Regions from separate parts of the Mus musculus genome. Here all the other regions are linked to region 1. Evidence: chromatin contacts called from public Hi-C and HiChIP or PLAC-seq data. All regions are on one chromosome and are shown on one strand. Each heading gives the region's core, a stretch centred on a gene start, on an enhancer-like site or on the middle of the called end of the contact. The rest is flanking DNA. Distances are from core to core; before and after follow the strand shown. Region 1 overlaps Atp10a (ATPase, class V, type 10A). Region 2 has its middle 74 kb from the start of Atp10a. Region 3 has its middle 200 kb from the start of Ube3a. Region 4 has its middle 31 kb from the start of Atp10a.

What was found. HiChIP or PLAC-seq counts read pairs in DNA pulled down with a chosen protein or histone mark. A called contact is a pair of places that touch in the nucleus more often than the background predicts.
Region 2: a BATF HiChIP or PLAC-seq map of CD8 T cells shows a contact between it and region 1, with 13 read pairs. The contact joins two enhancer-like sites. A contact is called at or near these places in 3 of 15 datasets of contacts at CTCF or cohesin (the NIH/3T3 cell line, large pre-B cells and pro-B cells) and 5 of 115 datasets of contacts at active chromatin or transcription factors (CD8 T cells, the NIH/3T3 cell line, embryonic fibroblasts and 2 more).
Region 3: a Hi-C map of pancreatic cancer cells shows a contact between it and region 1, with 2.5 times the contacts expected there. The contact joins two enhancer-like sites. A contact is called at or near these places in 2 of 484 Hi-C or Micro-C datasets (cortical neurons and pancreatic cancer cells) and 1 of 115 datasets of contacts at active chromatin or transcription factors (embryonic fibroblasts).
Region 4: a CTCF HiChIP or PLAC-seq map of CD8 T cells shows a contact between it and region 1, with 9 read pairs. The contact joins two enhancer-like sites. A contact is called at or near these places in 2 of 15 datasets of contacts at CTCF or cohesin (CD8 T cells and the NIH/3T3 cell line), 1 of 484 Hi-C or Micro-C datasets (nephron progenitors) and 4 of 115 datasets of contacts at active chromatin or transcription factors (CD8 T cells, double positive thymocytes, effector CD8 T cells and 1 more).

Annotation. Positions count from the first base shown.
Region 1 is chr7:58,821,016-58,824,305 of GRCm38.p6, forward strand. Atp10a (ATPase, class V, type 10A) reads left to right here. Exons shown (of 21, transcript NM_009728.2): 17 at 3,285-3,290. Among named protein-coding and RNA genes, the nearest start is that of Gm39019, 92 kb to the left of the region's middle. Within about 2 kb of position 1,501, at least 83 of the 459 cell types and tissues checked have an H3K27ac peak or open chromatin away from gene starts, as enhancers often do. A contact at or near this core is called in CD8 T cells, the NIH/3T3 cell line and pancreatic cancer cells, where this site is marked.
Region 2 is chr7:58,582,676-58,585,965 of GRCm38.p6, forward strand. No RefSeq gene overlaps it. Among named protein-coding and RNA genes, the nearest start is that of Atp10a, 74 kb to the right of the region's middle. Within about 2 kb of position 1,781, at least 19 of the 459 cell types and tissues checked have an H3K27ac peak or open chromatin away from gene starts, as enhancers often do. A contact at or near this core is called in CD8 T cells, where this site is marked.
Region 3 is chr7:59,025,918-59,029,207 of GRCm38.p6, forward strand. No RefSeq gene overlaps it. Among named protein-coding and RNA genes, the nearest start is that of Ube3a, 200 kb to the right of the region's middle. Within about 2 kb of position 1,739, at least 42 of the 459 cell types and tissues checked have an H3K27ac peak or open chromatin away from gene starts, as enhancers often do. A contact at or near this core is called in pancreatic cancer cells, where this site is marked.
Region 4 is chr7:58,625,254-58,628,543 of GRCm38.p6, forward strand. No RefSeq gene overlaps it. Among named protein-coding and RNA genes, the nearest start is that of Atp10a, 31 kb to the right of the region's middle. Within about 2 kb of position 1,693, at least 107 of the 459 cell types and tissues checked have an H3K27ac peak or open chromatin away from gene starts, as enhancers often do. A contact at or near this core is called in CD8 T cells and the NIH/3T3 cell line, where this site is marked.

The sequences.
Region 1 (3,290 bases), core at 251-2,750:
GACTAGGCCATCTTCTGCTACATATGCAGGTAGAGACACGAGCTCTGGTGGGTACTGGTTAGTTCATAATGTTGTTGCAGACCCCTTCAGCTCCTTGGGTGCTTTCTCTAGTGCCTCCATTGGGGACCCTGTGTTCCATCTTATGGATGACTTCTAATGAAAACCTTCATGCTAACTCTAAGCTGATGTCAGTATAGCTCCTTTGTATTCTTAATGGTTCATTCTGGAAACTGACACATTTTCTTTCCTAACCTCTCCCACCCACTGGCCTGATTACCAAAATGTCTTCTAACAAATGAATACAAGATGCTCAGAACCAATCAAGATATGGCTAATTGAGTAGATTTAGAAATTAAATCAGATTAAACTCTGCCTGGGACCACATCCCCAAAAAAAAAAGTTGTGCTGTTTCTGACCTTGTGAGTTTATGTGTCCATTCATTGTAAGCCAGTATTGAATTGCCAGCACGGTGCATCCTCAGATACCCAGAGCCTAGAGTTTCCCAATTCCCTCTGCAGAAGTGAATGGCCTCTGTAGAGTAGGCCAGAATGGAATGCAGCCTCATTTACTTCAGTCTTTTTAGTGGCAACTTAAGCACATTGCTTCTAAACCGATAGTAGGGTTTTGTTGTCTTGATAACAACCCATTACAAGTTGAAAATATCACAAATGGAAAACACATTCAGTCCACCTAGATCAACTACTATCATAGCTTTGTGGCACAGAACCCTGCAACATTGTTACCTTGCAGACAGCTGGGAGCTTTGGCTCAAAACCACTATCCATCATTTTATGAGAGAATAAAGCCCAGGCAAAGAACCAATCAAAATTCAAAATTTGGGTGAATGCATATTGCTTTCACCCTACATCAAAAACTTGAAAAAAAAAAAACTAAATTGAGGCCTCATAAGTTGTAGACCATGTCTGTTTGACACCTTTGGGTTATAGTTTCTTTTAATCTCCCCAAAACAAAACTAGGAATTAAGCTAGCTTATCTCTGTCATTCCCAATTCAGGTTTGCCAACTTGAGAAGGTAGTGAGAATAACATACTGTAAGCTTTCCAAAGTTTTGGAGGTAAATCGAGGCCAAAGTGGCAGCCTGACATGTGTACACTCTCCTTCTGCTCACCTTGTTAAGCCTGCCTTTGTTGGAGAACACAGGGAGGAGAATTAGCCTGTTTTCCTTCATGTAAGATGCAGGGCTTTGTTAAGAGCATTTATCCACATGAGGAGTTCAAGGGTAATCAGTCCTCACAGGAGAGAGTCATTAATTTTAAGAATAAAATGGCCTTTCCAATAAAGAGCAGAGAAGAACAGTTTCCATAGTAACCGAGCTTTGGGAATAAAGCTCTTTGGTACGATGAGAGGGGGCTCTTAATTATCTGAGTATTTTTCTTCCTGTTCCCTTTGACTCCATTTGCTTTACTATGACTCATAAGGCTGAGCCCACGGCGGGTGAGCAAGAGTGAGCTGTGGGCGGAAGGCAGGGGGGAAAAATCAATGAAAAGCCCAAGACTGTCAGTGGTTTGTGTGAAGGGGGGAAGGTTGCATATTAGGAAACTTAAGTCATAGATTAAAACAGTAACTTGGGGGATTTAGTCATCGCTTCCACCCACATGGACTAGCATTTCTTCTGATCCTCAGAAGCAATTTTCTAGGCTAGATACTAAAGCCCAGAGACAGGTAAAGTAGCTCTGCCAAGAGCTGGAGACATAAAGCAACTCTTTCAAGAGCCATGAAGAGCTGTAGCTCAGAACCCTCACTGGGCTCAGTGGAACATTCATCCACTCTATCACATCTCTTTTGGAGACTGGTCCCCTGCACCTTAAGCCAAGATTCATGTGTTTGAACAAGTTGGATGTATTGCTCATACTCTGATCAAGTGTTTTCATATCTCATTTCTGTAAATGTTAAGAGGACTTTGAGTGTGAGCCTCAAAGAAGGAAATGAAGACATTAAGCTAGGAAGAGTATGCCTCTGACAAGAGCTACAGTATTCCAGAGATCTAATGAGTGTTTTAAGGTATCAGATCCTTTACTTCTCAACATCCCCCACCTCCAGCCCCATGTAGGTCTCAGTGGTATGGCCATATCATGGACAGGGAAACTGAAGTAGAGAGGGTGATATGATCTATGCCAGATTACACAGTGAGTCTGAAAATACATTATATGTTGGGTTTGTATCACTATACTATAATAAGTGAAATAAATAAGTTATAAAGGAAACGGTTTTTATTTTGGCTGACTGTTAGAGGTTTGGGTTTATGGTGAGGCAGCACATCATGATGGGAATAAAGATGCTTACCCCATGGTTCTCGGAGAGGCAGAGGGAATTGGGTTTCCAGTATTCTGTTTAATGACATGCCCTCACTGACTTCCCTTCACTAGGCCCACCTGTTTTGACTACCACTACTCCAAATAGCTCTGCGATCTGGGAAAAGAGCTTTAACTTAGGGGCCTCTGGGAGACACTTAAGATCTGGACCACAGTGTTTTATATCTGTCATCAGACTGCCATGCTCCCCATGTAAATGCAGCCCAGCCACTGACAACCTGATCCAGTGAAAGTAGAAAGACCTACCTAACCCACAGCACTGCTGAGCAGGCTATTCAGGCTCTCTGCTTCATAACATCTGTATCTTGGCCTTGCACTTGTGTGTGCCTTCCTCTAATGGGAGCTGTTGATAATTTTTCACTGTTCTTTTTCAAATAGAAAGTAAAAATGGGAGGATCATGAATTCAAGGCTAGACTGGGCCACATAGTTAAACCTTGTCTCCCCCGACCCCCAAATAAAGGAGGAGAAAAGAAAACACAAAGAAAATGGGAAAACAAGAGGACATGGGCTCAGAGATCTATCCTAGGGTAGTTGTTTGGGAAGAAAGGAAAATGAAAGCCCCAAGGAACAAGCCACAGGCCCCCTTGAAAAGTGAGCCATTATAAGCCCCAGTCACACCTTGATTGTTTAATGTTGATCATCTCCAACTCCTCTGGCACAAAAATCTCATCTCTCCCTAAGATGTTCTTAGGAATTTTAAATTCCTGTTTCAAGTCTCTTGAAGATAGGAGGTTGTGGTAGAAGAGGGTATGAGGCAGGCTACAAGAAGGCTGGAATTTAGGGCTGCCTTTTGGGAAGAAATCACTGCCTAGTCACTTAACCTACAGAAAATCTCTACAAGGATCTTGGGTCCTTTAGATGAGTCTCAGTAGTGACAGCAAAAACAAAATAAAACTAATAAAGAAACAGACAAACAAAAACTGTTCTAAATGCCTTTGTTCTCTCTTGCAGATGTTT
Region 2 (3,290 bases), core at 531-3,030, 240 kb before region 1:
ATTATTATAGAAAACAAAGGGGACTCAAGAGATAGAGTTTGGGCATTAATGAATAAAGATCAACCCTGTGTAACAGTCCAATTTATTTTTAAATTTCTATATGCTGGTTCCTCCATATCACTATTAGTTACACACACACACAAACACACACTCCAAATGTATCTTGATGAAGGCTCTCTTAGAACAGAGAATAAGACACAGTCTGCAGACAGCTTCTTACTGTAGCACAGAACATTGCATTATTCTTTTTGGATGGTGTCAAGTTAAGTTTATTTTTATGATAACAAAACTGTTCATGGAAAAGTCACAAGTTATCAAGGGAAATGTTGCCGGAAGGCATGTGAACATACATTCAGAATGCCAGCGGCGTTCTTTAGGAGCTGTAACAACAGTCTGGCCTCTTCCAGAACTTCCAGAGCTAACACAGAACTCTCCTACCTCTTCTAAATCCACTGTAAATGCTGACCCAGAGAAGACTCCTTCAGCAGAAGGTGTGCTGCTGTTAGAAATAAATATAATTCCAACAGAAGGTAGGGGTGCACACCTATAATCTCAGCAGTTAAGAGGCTTGTGAGCATGAGGCCATCCTAGGCTGTGCACAACCAGCGTCTGTAGCAAAATGAGCAAATGAAGAAATCAGGTCTACTCTACTAGATATTCTATGTGAAATTTAATTTGTTTCTACATCCACATCAGAATCCTTGCAGGTCAGAGGCGGGAGTCCAAGGGATGAGGAAATGCTTGTAGGCTGAGTGCACTGTAAGTATTCGGACTGCTTCTCTGAGGCTCTCTTCCCCCTCCATATGACTCTCAGGCTGGAAAGCCAGTGTGTTGTTTCTCATGCCTATGGTTCCCTGGGATTGTAAGAACTCCAATTGGTCCACCCCAACCGCCTCCTTCTATAATGGCCCAAGTATTTGATGGCAAACTATTAGATTTAGACAGTACATGCTCACTCCTCATATACCTTTCTACCAATACAAATTTACAAGCTAGGTATGGTGAGGCATAACACTCAAGAAGCTGAAGCAGGAGAATTTCAAAACCAAGTCGGCCTAGGCACAAAACAAATTCCAAGCCAGCCTGAGCTATACAACAAGACCTTGCTTCAGAGGCAGGAGGTATTTGTTACAAGAATTTTGCCAAGACAGTCAGGAACAGTGTGTTGGCCCTGCTGCCATCTTAGCAGTAGCTTCAAAAGGACAGTTTTAGCTTAGAAAAGCATGCTTTCCTCTTTTAGTGTGACACTTCTCAGAGAACATAGTAAAATAGAACTAAATGTTTTTTATTTAAAAGAAAAAGTCGCACTTTTATTTAAGGCCTACGAGAAGGATCCAGATGAAACGCAAGTCAATGTCAGATCAAGCCACTTTATATATATATATATATATATATATATATATATATATATATATATATATATATATATTAGGTATTTTCCTCATTTACATTTCCAATGCTATCCCAAAAGTCCCCCATACACTCCCCCCCACTCCCCTACCCACTTTTTGGCCCTGGTGTTCCCCTGTACTGGGGCATATAAAGTTTGCATGTCCAATGGGCCTCTCTTTGCAGTGATGGCCGACTAGGCCATCTTTTGATACATATGCAGCTAAAGACAAGAGCTCCGGGGGTACTGGTTAGTTCATAATGTTGTTCCACCTATAGGGTTGCAGCAGATCAAGCCACTTTAATTGCTTGACTTTTCCTCACAGAGGGTTCTGTCATCAGTGGTGTGGGCTGCTCACCACTAGATGGTGCCATTGTCTACAGTGCATGCCTTGCCTCTACACTTTTTGCCTTGGGGAGGGGCGAAGGAAAAATACCGGTTCACTTTAACCTATCATCCTGTATTAAGCATTAGCAAGATGCTTCTGAGTCATGTGCTGCTTCTTCAGAGGTTTTCACCTGAAGTCAGGATCCTCTTGGGTCTTCTCCAGGCTTGGAGGAAGGTGGTGAATTAGCCTCCATCTTAAGGTAGCACAGGTACCAGGAATGCAGCAGGGTGCATCAAGAGGATTTGAAAGAAAGACTCAAATTGAAATTGTTCTGGAGAGAAGCAGTTTTGTAGAGAAGAGTTAACAATGAGCTTGACAGAGGTACTGCATCTGAAGAACATATTCCCCCATAGGAAGATGATCTTAGGGTCTAGAGCCTGGGGTATAGGTACTGGGGACTGTGATCCACAGATTCCCTAGGCTGTCTGGAAGTGTGCCATCCTTGTGCAGTGATGACATAGCACCACATGTCATGCATGTACCACTTTATCCTCTTCCAAATGAAGCAGTGAGTTGAGGCATCTTCTACCTGGTTAAATAACAATGCTGGCTTCATTCCCTACAGGTAGCTTTCTTTGTACATAGACTGAGACCTGGGGAGCAGTTGAGCAGGAACTGCAAGAAATAGATGAGGGCAGAGGTACAAGGAGAACATCACCTCCCAAGCATCACAGAGAAGGCATCTGAGCTGCATGTCCATGAAGGGGCAGGCTGCACTGGTGCCTGTGATTTCTCAAGTGTGTCAATTACTATGAAATGACTAGGGGAAATATTGACTTTGCCATTTTATTGGTGGATTCTGGGGATTGAGCCCAGGGTCTTGTATATGCCAAGCACATATGTTTTACCAGTGAGCTGCAATCCTAGTCCTACTAGCAGTGGCTTTAAAGAGAATCTCAGAACACTTGAACTACTGTCCCAAAGACTAAACTACATGGGAGCGCTTACCTAATGTTGTGCCAAAGGGTGAAAGGAAGAGGTAACAGCAATCGTTTTGGGAACTTCTCAGTTATGTGAAATTTAGGGCTTATAAATTCTCAAAGACAGCCCAGAGGCAGGATCAAGAAGCCCAGGAGCTAGGTGGCAATGGTCCAAGCACTAGGATTTGCCACAGCTTGAGAGTGAGCAATCTGGATTTCATGTATGTGACATCCCCTGCTGTACACAGGACAGTTCCCTCTTTCAGACCAAGAAACAAGAGTGTTCTATAACAGAGCTTGAGTACTTTCCTCTGGGGGTGGAGCAAAGTATGTTTCAGTTTGGCAGTCCCTGTGGGAAAAGCACAGCCACACCCTTCAGGAGAGTAGAGACAAAAAGGCAACTCTGGGGGCTCCTTCTCCTCCCTTCCATTCTCCACAGCATGCAGGCACCACTGTGATCAAATGGGCAAGGCAAGTGTTATTTTAAGAACTGAAATTCTCCAGAACCCTGAAACACTCCAAGAATGTTCAAGGAAAGCTATTTTTATCCTTTGAAGGTTAGGCTAATATTTAATCTTCTCAAAACATCTAA
Region 3 (3,290 bases), core at 489-2,988, 210 kb after region 1:
TACGTATTTCTTGTCAACAAAATCTAGGAAACAGTAGAAAAGAGTAATGATGATCTATATATACTCAAGCTCACAACTAAAAATGATGGTGTCCCTTTATTTGTTCCTTTCATTAATTATGTTACATTGATTTCTGAATTAAACAGATAATCTACTGATTTAAGAGGAGATCTTATCAAGAGATTCCATCAATAATAAGCATCACATTTTCAAAAGAGTTTAACTGCAAATTTTAATTTAAAAGTAGATTTGGGGAGAGAACACATTACCAGCAATGAAGGGCATCTGTACCCTGTGAACTCTTAACAAAGAATGGATGCCACAGGATGAGATGTTTATCATGTTCAGGAACTGGTTGTCAGATCTTTGGTGTTTTGCTAGGCCTAGAGTAAGACATCTGCTCACCTTGACTTAACCTGTTCTATTTTTGTTGTTTGAGACTATACAGTCTGGTACCTAAATAGAAAATACTGTGCTTTTCTTTCCAGTGATGGAGCTGATGGATTTTCTTTAAAATAGTCTTAATGGGATTTCTTTTTAATGCCCTCCCTAGTATATTCTGCATACTCAGATAGGATATGCAAGGGATAGTAACACAAATATAGACTTGAGTTATCAGATTCAGCCTTGGCTTTGCCGGCTGACTACATATGTTGAACTATTTTCTGCAGGGAAATAAAAGCAAGAGGAGTGAGGTGCTCATGACCACCCACTTTCTAAAGGCCTCACTTTTGTTGACTATATTGATGCTAACAGCATGGTTAATTTAGGGAATTTGGTATAATGCAGAGGATGGGAAACTAATTGGCCAATATGTGAGCAAAACGCCTACGGTCAGTGCTTTTCTAATAGCAGGAAGAAAGAAAAGAAATCAAAAGAAAAATCTAAGGGTTTCAGGCTTTTTTTAAATAAGAGAGACAAACGAACATCAGTGGTAGCACCATGGACAGTATTTTACAACAAGAGTCAATGAGATGAGAACACCACAATACTTTAAGCAATTCCAGGGAAATAGGCTTGGTAGCTATGGGGTAGTGAAGTTCACCAGCTCTCAGGCAAAAAAGAGATGTACCTTAAAGGCGCTAAATGCAGCTACTCCTGCATACTGAGAACCTACTGAGTTTGTACAGACTGAATCTTTAAATCTGGCCTAAGGCTTTCCCTGGGATGCCAGCCCATGCTACATAAGAACTGCAGGTTTCTTTTATTCTTACTCCAAGATAGTAAGAATATTTTCAAACTTAAGAAAAGAGTGACTAGTGGGGAGGCACTTAGCCTACAAACAAATAGGATGAAATAGGTTTATCTGTCATGCCCATTCTTTCCCTTTGAGAGAATGGTTTTCAAATACCTTACTAAAACAAGAGTATCTGTATCACATCTGAAATGTGAAATTAATGTATTTTAAAGACCTACTTAAAATTCTGTATCCATATAAAAATGTAAATAGAAGAGATTCTTCTTTTCTGTCAAGCAACACAGGCCTTATTATTCCTTGCTATCTAACTACAGCTAATTGAGAGGACCTTCATTTATTTCTGAAAGTTCAGGGATGATGAAAAATCACTGAGAAGCACCCGGAACACAGATTAGTAGGGAACAGACTATTAATAGATCTTTTGTATAGCTTCCTGCCTCTGAAAAATGCAAATATGTGCCTCACCCTTGAGTCACAGCTGGCTGATGATTTCATTCATCTACGCTGACTGTACCCAGCAATATACTAGACACTGACATTGCCTAGCAACAGCAATACAAGGAACTAGCTAGGAAACAAGGACATGATGTCAGAAAAAGGATGGGATGTGCTTAGTCACACAGACCACTTCCATTTTTCTGTCTTTGCCTGTGAGGTTCCTTGACTGCACTATAAATCTGATTCTATAAGGTCTACAACCCTCTGCTTCTCAGTGATTTTTTCATCATAGGAGAGTCTCCCACCTAGCCATGGGAGAATCTATTCTCTCAGTCAACTTCTACTAATTTTTACTATCCCATTCATATGTTGTACAGTTCATGCATTTTATTTTTACTTCTTTTCCCTCACATTTCCTGTCTTACATATTATTGGAAAGTTTTCTTTCTTCTCATGTGGCTCCAATTTGTTTAGAAACTGTACATGCTACTAATGTTCTCTGGAAGGTTACTGTTAAATGTTTAATATTGTTGGGAGTTAATCGATCTTGCCATTCTCAGCCACTAGCTTATAGGATTTTCAGAGTGTGTATTTCTTATTTTTTATATTGACACTTCTTAGTGTTTTACTTTTAACCCCTTACACCTACTCAGACCTTCTATTAATGCCATTATTTATAAATTAATACTGTGAAAACAAATTCCAGAAAAGGAGCTGTGCTATGCTACGAACCAAAACTCTTGGAAGGAATCTATATCTGGAGAGACTGACAGAACAATTGGAATTTCAGTGCTGTGTAGAAGGAATTTCACGGGTTCAGAGGCTAGTTACCTGGCCTGGGCTGTTTTAGGCCTTCTGGCACAGGGATTCACTGGCCCACTCTGTATTGGAACTAGCATCTTGTGGTAATTAATAAAAAACGAACTTTTTATAATCTATTAAATTAGAACACTAGCTTATTTTCTCCAATCCAAAAGCTAAGAATGTAAGCAAATAGCATCTTCCATCTACAGAATAGTGCCTGCCACTCTGATGTACCCACCAATATATTTTAAATTTGCCTTCATTTATGATTTTTTTGTTCTGTAAACATAAGAACCTCATGAAACTTCCTCCATGTTGGAACATAGAATTTAGGGTAATGTGAATCTGTGTGCTTGAGCTGTGATCACTCAAAATGGTTCTAAAATAAACTCTTTTTTATTTTATTTTATTTTTCTATTAATTTTTTTAATTAGGTATTTTCTTCACTTACATTTCCAGTGCTATCCCAAAAGTCCCCCATACCCTCCTACCCTACTCCCCTACCCACTCACTCCCACTTCTTGGCCCTGGCGTTCCCATATACTGAGGCATATAAAGTTTGCACGACCAATGGGCCTCTCTTTCCACTGATGGCCAACTAGGCCATCTTCTGATACATATGTAGCTAGAGACACCAGCTCCGGGGGGTACTGGTTAGTTCATATTGTTGTTCCACCTATAGAGTTGCAGATCCCCCCAGCTCCATGGGTACTTTCTCTAGCTCCTCCATTGGGGGACCCATAGCTAACTGTGAGTATTCACTTCTGTGTTTGCTAGGCCCCGGCATAGTCTCAAAAGAGACAGCTATATCTGGGTCCTTTCAGCAAAATCTTACTAGTGTATGCAATGG
Region 4 (3,290 bases), core at 443-2,942, 200 kb before region 1:
GAGAACCTGGATACTAGGTCTGCTTTGGTATGTTAAATATGCACCTCAGTGCCTTGTAACTAAACAATGTTAACCAATAGAACAAATCAAAGACCCAAACAGGAGCACACATAGCTTCTGCTGCTTGGTATCAAACCAAGACACCAAGAACGGAAGCTGAGGAAAAGAAAGAATCTTCAACAAATGGTTCTGGAAAAAGTGGATGCTCACATGCAGAAGAATGAAACTAGACCTGTATGTATTGCCCAACTAACTCCAAATGGATCAAAGACCTATACATGAAACCTAAAGCTGAAATTGTTAAAAGAAAGCATAGATAGGTGGTATAGGTTTAAGAAAGGACTTTCTGAGTAGGACTCTGCTTGCTAAGAATTAAAGCCAACAATTTATTGTGCCTGAGCTGGGTGTGGTGGCATAAACCTTTAATCCCAGTATTTAGGAGGTAGAGGTAGATGGATCTCTGATTTCAAGGCTACCTGGTTAATGGAGTGAGTTTCAAGATAGCTAGGGCTACACACACACACACACACACACACACACACACACACACACACCTGAAATGTAGTATATAAGCACTATGGGATATTTAGGTGTAAACAAAAGTGAAATCATGAACTTTGCAGGTAAATGAGTAGAACAAAAAAGATCACATTGAGTGAGGTAACCCAGCCCAGAGAAGCAAACACAGCATGTTCTCTTGTATTCAAGGCTCCCAGATCCAAATCGTCAGATGCAAGCACACAGCCTAAAGTAACTATGTAGTACACTGCCCCTAATTACTACAGAGACCAGGAAAGTAAAATGAGAACATTGCCAGGATAGAAGGGTTAAGGAGCAGTGGAGAGGGTTGATTGGATCTACAGAGATAAAACTGGCTGATACAGAGAGCTGTATAATATGATTATAACGGAAGTTTAAACATAGAAGACTGAACTAAATCTCTTTATCTTCCAGCAAAAGAAAATATCTTAAGTTTGAATGAAAGTAGTCTAAGTTTGACTCAAATTTTGAAAATTAGAACCACTAAAAGAAAAGACTAACAATAGAAAACTGATTTTTGAGTATATATCACCTTACAGGAAAAAAATACACATAATTTTAATCTTAGGAAAAGGTAATTCACCTCACATAAATAGAAAAAACACAAGCCAATGCACTACTGAGACAGCATTTCACATCTGCTAGGATGACAAACATAAAAACTATTGATGAAAAGCCACACTGAGCCAAAGGAACAGATGCTGGCGGCACTGTGACAGAGAACAACTGGACAATACCAAGCAAAATCACACTGTTTACTCACGGTCCTAAAATCATACTTCCAAGAACCTAGCTTACAGATCTACTTGTAAAAATATGAAAATATGTAGGTGGGGTGTTTATTCACTGCAGCAAAAGACCAAAAATAACTCACACGTAAACTTACAGGAAACCGGTGGAGCGTACCATGGGCACCCTGAAACGGTAAGAGCCTAAGGGAATCTGGGAGTGGTTGTTATTCTCCTGACTGTATTTATTTTAAAACTGTTGTAATGAAATCATAAGTACTGCATATAATCTCTCCCCAGGGAGATCACCCTCAGAGAAAGTTATGTTCTTATTCATTGACACAAAGATCTGAAGAGTGGCCTGAGCCTCTCACCAGCGTGGGACAGCCCTCTATTGAGAAAGCTCTGAGGGTTTCTAAGTCTAAAAGTCATTGCGGTAAGACTTCTGCCTGGCCCCTTTACAGAGAAATATTTTGTTACCATCGCAATGCTTTCCCACTTTTCAAATGTCTGACTCTGGCTGCCCTTCAGACTTGAGTTGGCTGCATCCACCAGAACTGCTGCAGTCCCTGGCAGCCTGAAGCAACTGCAGAGAAATGCCTGTGTTCTGATTATCTCTCTTTTCAGAATTGCAAAAGCCCAAGGTCGTTTGTTTGTTTGTTTCTTTGTTTGTTTGTTTGTTTCTCGCTGCTCTGGGCTAATAGCTAGCACCACGTGGGGAAGTTGAGTAATTCCAAGAGCTGTTCAGTTTCTTCATTCATCTCAAACATAGCTCCATCCCCCAGCACTGGAAAGTAATCATAACCTCCCATCCAAAAAATTTTAATGAAAGCATGCATTCACAACTATTCATGTGAGTGGGTATATAAACTGTGGTACATTGATAGAATGAAATATTATTCAGTTCTAAAAAGCAATGAGATATGAGAAGGTATGAGAGAAATGCAAATGTATGTCAGTGAATAAAAAAAAAAGAATTAGGAATGTAGCATTCTTGAAAACATAAATCCGTGGAGACAAGAAAAAAATCAGGAGCTGGGATGTGACTTAGTCATAGGGCATTTGTCCAGCACCATGTGAGATCCTGGACTGAATTCCTAATGTTAGAAAAAGATGAAAAGGTGAGAGAGAAAGAAGGAAGCAGGACAAGGAGGGAGAGAGGGAAAGGAGGGAGAGGAAAGCTCAATGGTTGCTGTGGGTTAATGGGAAGGAAGGGTGAATTGGAGGATCAGAGAAGTGTCAGCAGAGAAAGACAATTAAATATTGTAAGGATAAGTACTTCCCATCATACATTAGTTCAAATCCATGGAGTGCGCACCAAGAGTGAAACCTAAGCACAGAGATTTTAAGTGATAATAAGGCAAAAGCAAGTGATTACCTATGATTACCTATACTCTGATTGAGGTAGGGCAATGCACACAGGGGCAAAGGGTACATAGGGATATTGCACCTTTCTTTCAATTTCACTACAAATATAAAACTACTCTAAAATGTATTTGTTAAAAACAATAGTTTGCACTGATAAATAATATTAGAGAAACTGAAAGGTGTTATTAATATATTGAAGGTTAAGTTACCTAAAAATAGCATGTAGTTGTATCACCAGTTCCTACAAAGACATCCATGGCTCATAGTCCATCAGAATAACAAACACTTCAGATTGTGCTTCCACACACTCCCTGACCACACCCCAGTCCTAGGAATCAAACTCAGAGCCTTTCATTGGCAGCCAACTAATCTACCACTGACCATGTCTCCAGGTCTCATTTTCTACTTCCTAAAGCTTCGTTTCCTTCCTGAGCTCAAGAGAAGCAAAATGCCGCAGCACTTCCCGCATGCTGCAGGAATTTTCTGTCTACTCAAAAATAAAACTGGCACTATCTGACTCTGTCTGTACTTGTATACATTAAAGATATACAAACAGACTCGGGCAACATGATAAGACCTGCTTTCTTTCTACCCAAGGGCAGCACTTGCCACACTCAATTCTGTAGAACTTGGGCAGCAGGCCTCCTTATTGAC